Linked DNA regions of Oryctolagus cuniculus: region 2 is linked to region 1. The links are chromatin contacts, called in public Micro-C maps. All regions are on one chromosome and are shown on one strand. Each heading gives the region's core, a stretch centred on a gene start, on an enhancer-like site or on the middle of the called end of the contact. The rest is flanking DNA. Distances are from core to core; before and after follow the strand shown. Region 1 holds the start of NPR2 (natriuretic peptide receptor 2). Region 2 has its middle 24 kb from the start of SPAAR.

The links. Hi-C and Micro-C count contacts between places; a contact is called where the count stands out from the background.
Region 2: a contact with region 1 is called in a Micro-C map of ear pinna, with 2.9 times the contacts expected there. The contact joins the enhancer-like site here to the promoter of NPR2 in region 1. A contact is called at or near these places in 4 of 6 Hi-C or Micro-C datasets (ear pinna, psoas muscle, skin fibroblasts and 1 more).

The regions. Positions count from the first base shown.
Region 1 is chr1:198,694,708-198,697,480 of mOryCun1.1, forward strand. It overlaps NPR2 (natriuretic peptide receptor 2), which reads left to right and starts at 1,472. Exons shown (of 21, transcript XM_051856525.2): 1 at 1,472-2,773. The coding sequence starts at 2,264.
Region 2 is chr1:198,780,099-198,783,140 of mOryCun1.1, forward strand. No RefSeq gene overlaps it. Among named protein-coding and RNA genes, the nearest start is that of SPAAR, 24 kb to the right of the region's middle. Within about 2 kb of position 1,618, at least 1 of the 8 cell types and tissues checked has an H3K27ac peak or open chromatin away from gene starts, as enhancers often do. A contact at or near this core is called in ear pinna, where this site is marked.

The sequences.
Region 1 (2,773 bases), core at 222-2,721:
TTGGAACGCAACGATTTGGTTGGTTTGGTCTGAAGTTGGAGAGTTTCCAGGTTGTCCCATCACCCCTTTTCCTAGCCCAGATGGGACGAAATCCCTTCTCACTAACAGCGTGGGGAGCCTGAAACTCCACTTCCCATTCCTCAGTGTTACAAAGGAGCTGTCCTAAGATTTCCTTTTCACTGGGCTCGAGGCCAGAGACATTGCCACAGGGGGTTTCTTTTGGCCTCTGCACCCTAGGGAATCCACACGCATGTCCCTCGAAGGTCAGCACTGGGCCCTTTGGCTTTCATCGTATCCCCCCCGCCCCCCCAGCTCGTGCAAGGCAAGCAGCCAGCTTCAATAAACAAACACTGTGCCTAAGAATAAAAAGGCATTGTCCTTCATTTCCCCTCCGAAACCACTAGGTGTCGCCTTCATCTCAGAGAAACTGCGCCCCTCCTCGCCCTGCCTTCCCACCCGCCTCCAGGAGCTCTTAGCGTTTTGGCACAGGGATTTCTGGAAAAGTGGATTGAAAATGGGTGGGGGAGAGAAACAGTGTCTCTCAGCACGGGGAGGAGAATGGGTTTATGTGCACGTCCTTTATGACAGTCTGAGAAAAGTCCCCTAGGCCCCTTAGCTGTCCCTGCCAGCAGTCATGTTGTCATCCCCTACAGGGTCAGATGCACACTCCAGATTTGGGGTATTTGGGGTGAACTTGCTAGGGAGGAAGCTTGAGACCAGGTGAACCCAAGGTGGGGTACAGTGGGCCTCCACCGCTTCCGGGGGATGTTCTGCGCAGTGCGCCCCTAAGCTTTCACCCAGCGCTAGCCCGACCTTGCAGCGGAGACAAAAGAAAGGGCAGGCCCCGGAGCAGATGGCGCGCTGGGAGCTGGGGTGGGCCGCGGTGGGCCTCTGAGGATGTGTGGAGGCCACAGGGGCAGGCAGGGGGGCGGGGAGAGGAGGGTCGAGTGCCCGGTAAGGAGGGGAGCCTGGGGGAGGGGGGCTCTCGAGGAGTGGGGCGTGGGGCCCCTGGGCGCTGGTGGGGCCGGTCCTACCCTGAGTGGGCGCTGCCTCCGAGAGGCGTCCGGAGGGCGGCATGGCTCATTAGGGGGGCACTGCTAAGGTGACCAGAGGCTCGGGGATCCCGGCCTGCTTTCTAGAGACAAGCGTGTATGAGGGGCTCCGGAAGCTCAGAGGAGACCCCCAGGAAGAGGGGGCCAAGTCGGGGGCAGAAGACAGGCCCCGGGAGCGCTGGAATGTGCGAGATGGAAGGGGGCTTGGCGGAAGCCCTGCAAGCCAGGGGACGCCCGGGGCCCCCAGCCGGCCCGCGAGACCCTCGTGGGGAGCCCCCCAGCGCTCCCCGGGCTGGGCTTACGACCGGGGAGGTCCCCGGGCGCCCGGGTGGGGGGCGGGGGGAGGCGGCGGGCGCCGGAGGGTGGGGCCGGGCGGGGCGGAGGAGGGGCGGGCGCGGGGGCGGGCGCGGGCGGCCTGCCCAGGGAGTCGCACTCGGCCGCCGCCGCCGGCGCAGCTAGCGGAGACGCGCCGGGCCGAGGCGACCTGACCCGGACGAGCGGCGCGCGCGGGGGCCCAGGCGGGGGGCGGGAGGAAGCGCCGGCCGCCGGGGCCCAGGAGGAGCGGAGCGGAACGGAGCTGGGGACACGGGCGGGGCCGCCGCAGCTCCGGATGGGACCAGCGCCCGGGCCCGTTAGTCCAAGCAGGAGCTTCGGGAGAAGCCTTCGCAGGAGACTCACCCCTGCCTTCCCCTCCCCTCCGGCCCAGGCCTCGCTTTGCTCCCCGCCCGCCCATGTCCCAGACCGTCCGCGCCGCGGGCGCCCTCCCGCCTCGCCGCCCCTTTGGTCCGGTTTCCCGCAGCTCCCCGGCCTCCCAGCCCCTTCGGCCGTGAGGTGCCCCCAGGCCGTTTCTTCGTACCAGTTCACCCCCGCCCCCAACCCCATCCCAGCCTCGGATTCCCCGTTGCTCCTCAGGCCACTTCAGGGCTCCCTGTCCCCATCCCGGCCGCGGGCCCCTTCCGTCTGTCCGTGCCTCCCCCTGCCACCCTTCCCCTAGTGCTCCGTGCTGGCCCTAGACTGGCGGCCCACCCCCTCCGCACCCCAGGCGGCCTCTCCTCTCCTCCGGGCGGGTCCGGGTCCCCAGCACTTTGCGGGGCCCGGCCGCCTCGGCCCGCGCCTCTTCCCCAGGCTCCAGGCTGGGTGGTGCCCGTGCCTCCCGGCTAGGCCAGAGCGGCCCCAGGTGCTGGGGGCGGAGGGGCTGCTGCTTTATCCCCATGGCCTTGCCATCGCTCCTGCTGTTGGTGGCAGCCCTGGCAGGTGGGGTGCGTCCTCCGGGGGCGCGGAACCTGACGCTGGCGGTGGTGCTGCCGGAGCACAACCTGAGCTACGCCTGGGCCTGGCCACGGGTGGGTCCTGCTGTGGCACTGGCCGTGGAGGCGCTGGGCCGGGCACTGCCCGTGGACCTGCGGTTTGTCAGCTCCGAACTAGATGGCGCCTGCTCTGAGTACCTGGCACCGCTGCGCGCCGTGGACCTCAAGCTGTACCACGACCCTGACCTGCTCTTGGGCCCCGGCTGCGTGTACCCCGCCGCCTCAGTGGCCCGCTTTGCCTCGCACTGGCGCCTGCCCCTGCTGACTGCGGGTGCTGTGGCTTCTGGCTTTGCAGCTAAGAGCGAGCATTATCGCACCCTGGTTCGCACGGGCCCCTCGGCGCCCAAGCTGGGTGAGTTTGTGGTGACCTTACACGAGCACTTCAACTGGACCTCCCGCGCTGCCCTGCTGTAT
Region 2 (3,042 bases), core at 368-2,867, 86 kb after region 1:
CCTGAGCCGGCCCTGGGTCATCCACTCCTGTCCCCCAGCCAGGCTGCTGCCAATCTGCTTCCTCTATGTGTGGATCACTTGAATTTGCTCCCATTTTACATCAGTAGAGTGAGGCAGAATGTACTCTCAAAAAAAAAAAATCTGGCTTCTTTTACTTAGCATAATTATTTTGAGAGTCCTTCTTGTGTGTCTCTGGTTAGTTTTTTAAAATAGCACATTTCTGTGTATTGTTCAAGTGCCATACAAGCCAGACTCTTAACATGCACAGTCACATTGCTTTCAGGATATGCAGAGTTATGCAGTCATTACCACCATTAGTATTAGACTATTTTTATCACATCCAAAAGGAACACCCTAAATACAAGTCCTGCAGTTTTATTCTTCTTTTTCAATGCTGTTTTGAGATCCTGGTGGATTTTAGAATAAGTTTTCCTATTTCTGCGAAAGAAAGAAGGCAAGGTCAGTCACTGGAATTGTGAGAGGGATTGCACTGCTTCTGTGACTTCCTGAACTCTGAGCACAGGTGCGATGGCTGATTTGCACTCTATTAAACTTGACCCAGGGCCCTTCTTCAGGAAGTTTCTATTGCCTGCTTTATTCCTCATGTGAGACCACACTTCCTTGTTTCTTTGTAGATTTCGTAATTTTGGGTTGAAACAATATGTTGTGGCAGCTGGGATACTGAGCCCCTGCTGCTCGTGTGGCTGGCTTTTGCTGTTTGCATCTTTATTCTTACTAATATGTTTAAAAAGATGTATTTATTTACTTGACAGGCAGAGTGACAGAGAAGGAGGGAAAAACAGAGAGAGCTCTTCCATCCACTGGTTCACTCCCCACATGGCTGTAATAGCCAGTCCTGGTGCAGGCTGAAGCCAGGAGCTCAGAACTCCACCCTGACCTCCCTTGTGGATGACAGAGGCCCATGCACTTGGGCCATCTTCTGCTGCTTTCCCCCGCGCATTAGCAAGGAACTGGATCAAAAGCGAAGCAGCTGGGACTCGAACTGAACCGGTGCCTGCACGGAGTGCCATGCCCCGGGCTGCGGCTTCACCCGCTGCACCACAGCACCGATCCCTGTCGTTTGCACCTTTATTACTGACTTGGATTTTTGTTTAGTCCATTTCCCCATGGTGTGCAGCCTCTGATGTTTGCCCTGGGAGGATGCAGTGGATATTTGCACACTTACACAGGGCTGACAGTGGGCTCAGTAGAGCTGTCGTCCCCTGTTGCTTTTCCTGATCTCTATTATAAACCTGCCTGCCTCTGCTGGTGTCACACCCGCTAATTGCTCCATTGTGTTTGGCTGTGCCCTGGGTAAGGAATCGCTTCACAGTCTGACCCAAGTAAGTTCTGGCAGGAGTAGTTGCCTCCCAGTTAGCTCACTGCTCTCAAGGAGCTACCAGCCTCTGAATCGTTCACCACCCAAATCTCCAAGGTTCTCAAGGGCACCCTTAGAACTGAATTTCTCCGCACTCTGTTTCAAATGAAGTTGATTCCTTTGGAGCAAAGTTAGAGAATTCTTAGTTCTTACAGACTGCCTCTTTCCATGGGCAAAATCTGAGCCACAGCTCCGGGCGCTGGATGAAGGCAGAGCCTCTTGTCTTCTCCGCTTGCCGTGCCCAGAGCTCTGTGCACTGCCCTGAGTGCGATGGGATCCCAAATACTCTCTTCCTGCCGTACCTGAGGCAGAGCTGCACATTTTGAGTAGAGCTGTGTGAGACGGGGACTTCCGGTCTCAGCTGCATCGACCAGGAATTTAGCTTTTGCAACTCAGATTTGGGGGGTGTGAGACAAGCTGGAGACATGCCTCTCTTCTGTGATAAATGTTCTCTCTGCACTTGAAATAAATATGTATTCTGCTGTTACTGGGTTGTACTCTATAAATGTCAATTAAATTGATTGAGAGTATTGTTCCAGTCTGCTCTATTATTGCTCCATTCTATTTGTTTTTCAGTTCTTGAGAGAGAGAGGTGTTGCAATATTTGGCTGTGATTGTAGATTTGTCTATTTCTCCTTTCGGCTCTATCGGGTTTTGCTTTACATATTTGAGATGCTGTTAGTAGATACATACACTTCTAGCACTGTCATCTCCTCTTGTTGAATTTATCTGCTTGTCATTTTTTTTTCTATTTTTTAATAAAATATTTATTCATTTATTTGGAAGGCAGTTACAGAGAGACAGGGAGAAACAGAGAGAGAGAGAGAGAGAGAGAGATCTTCCACTCACTGGTTCATTCCCCCAATGGCTGCAACAGCCAGAGCTGGGCCAGGCCAAAAGCCAGGAGCCAGGAGCTTCATCCAGGTCTCCCACGTGGATGGCAGGGGCCCAAGCACTTGGCTCATCTTCCACTGCTTTCCCGGGAGCATTAACAGGGAGCTGGAGAGGAAGTGGAACAGTCAGGGCTTGAACATGTGCCCATATGGGATGCCGGCGCTGCAAGTGGCAGCTTAACCACGTGCTGCCCCCACCTTGCCATTTTTCAAGTGACCCTCTTCATCCCTCTTGATATTCTTTGCTGTAAAATTCCTTGGTCTGACATTAATATAGAATTGTATCTTTAAAAATCCAACTGGAAAATCTCTCTGCCTTCTAATTTAGATGTCGACACCATCAATGCTCCCAGTGACTGTGGGTATGGCTGGGCTTGGGTTCCATCTTGCTGTCTCCAGTCTCCCCTCTGTTATTTCCTCCCATTGATGTTTTGTATTGAATTCCTTTGATTGAGTGTTTTTGTAATTTAATTTCATCTCTTTCATTGCCATAGTAGCTGTATTTTATTTTTGGTGGTTGCTTTAAACATAATTTACCAGCTCACCCTTTGTTAATATTCACCCACAGTGTACAAATGTTGCAAAATGCATTTCATCTTCCCTCTCCTGGGCTTTCCACTGTTGTGCTCATATACTTTATTTCCACATGCGTCTGCATCCTGTAGGACGGTACTAGCTGTGCTTCCAACACTCGGGTATCCCTCAAGAGTTGAAAAAGGCGAGTAAAAGACCTTTCATATTTATTCACATATTCCATCTTCCAGGTCTTGT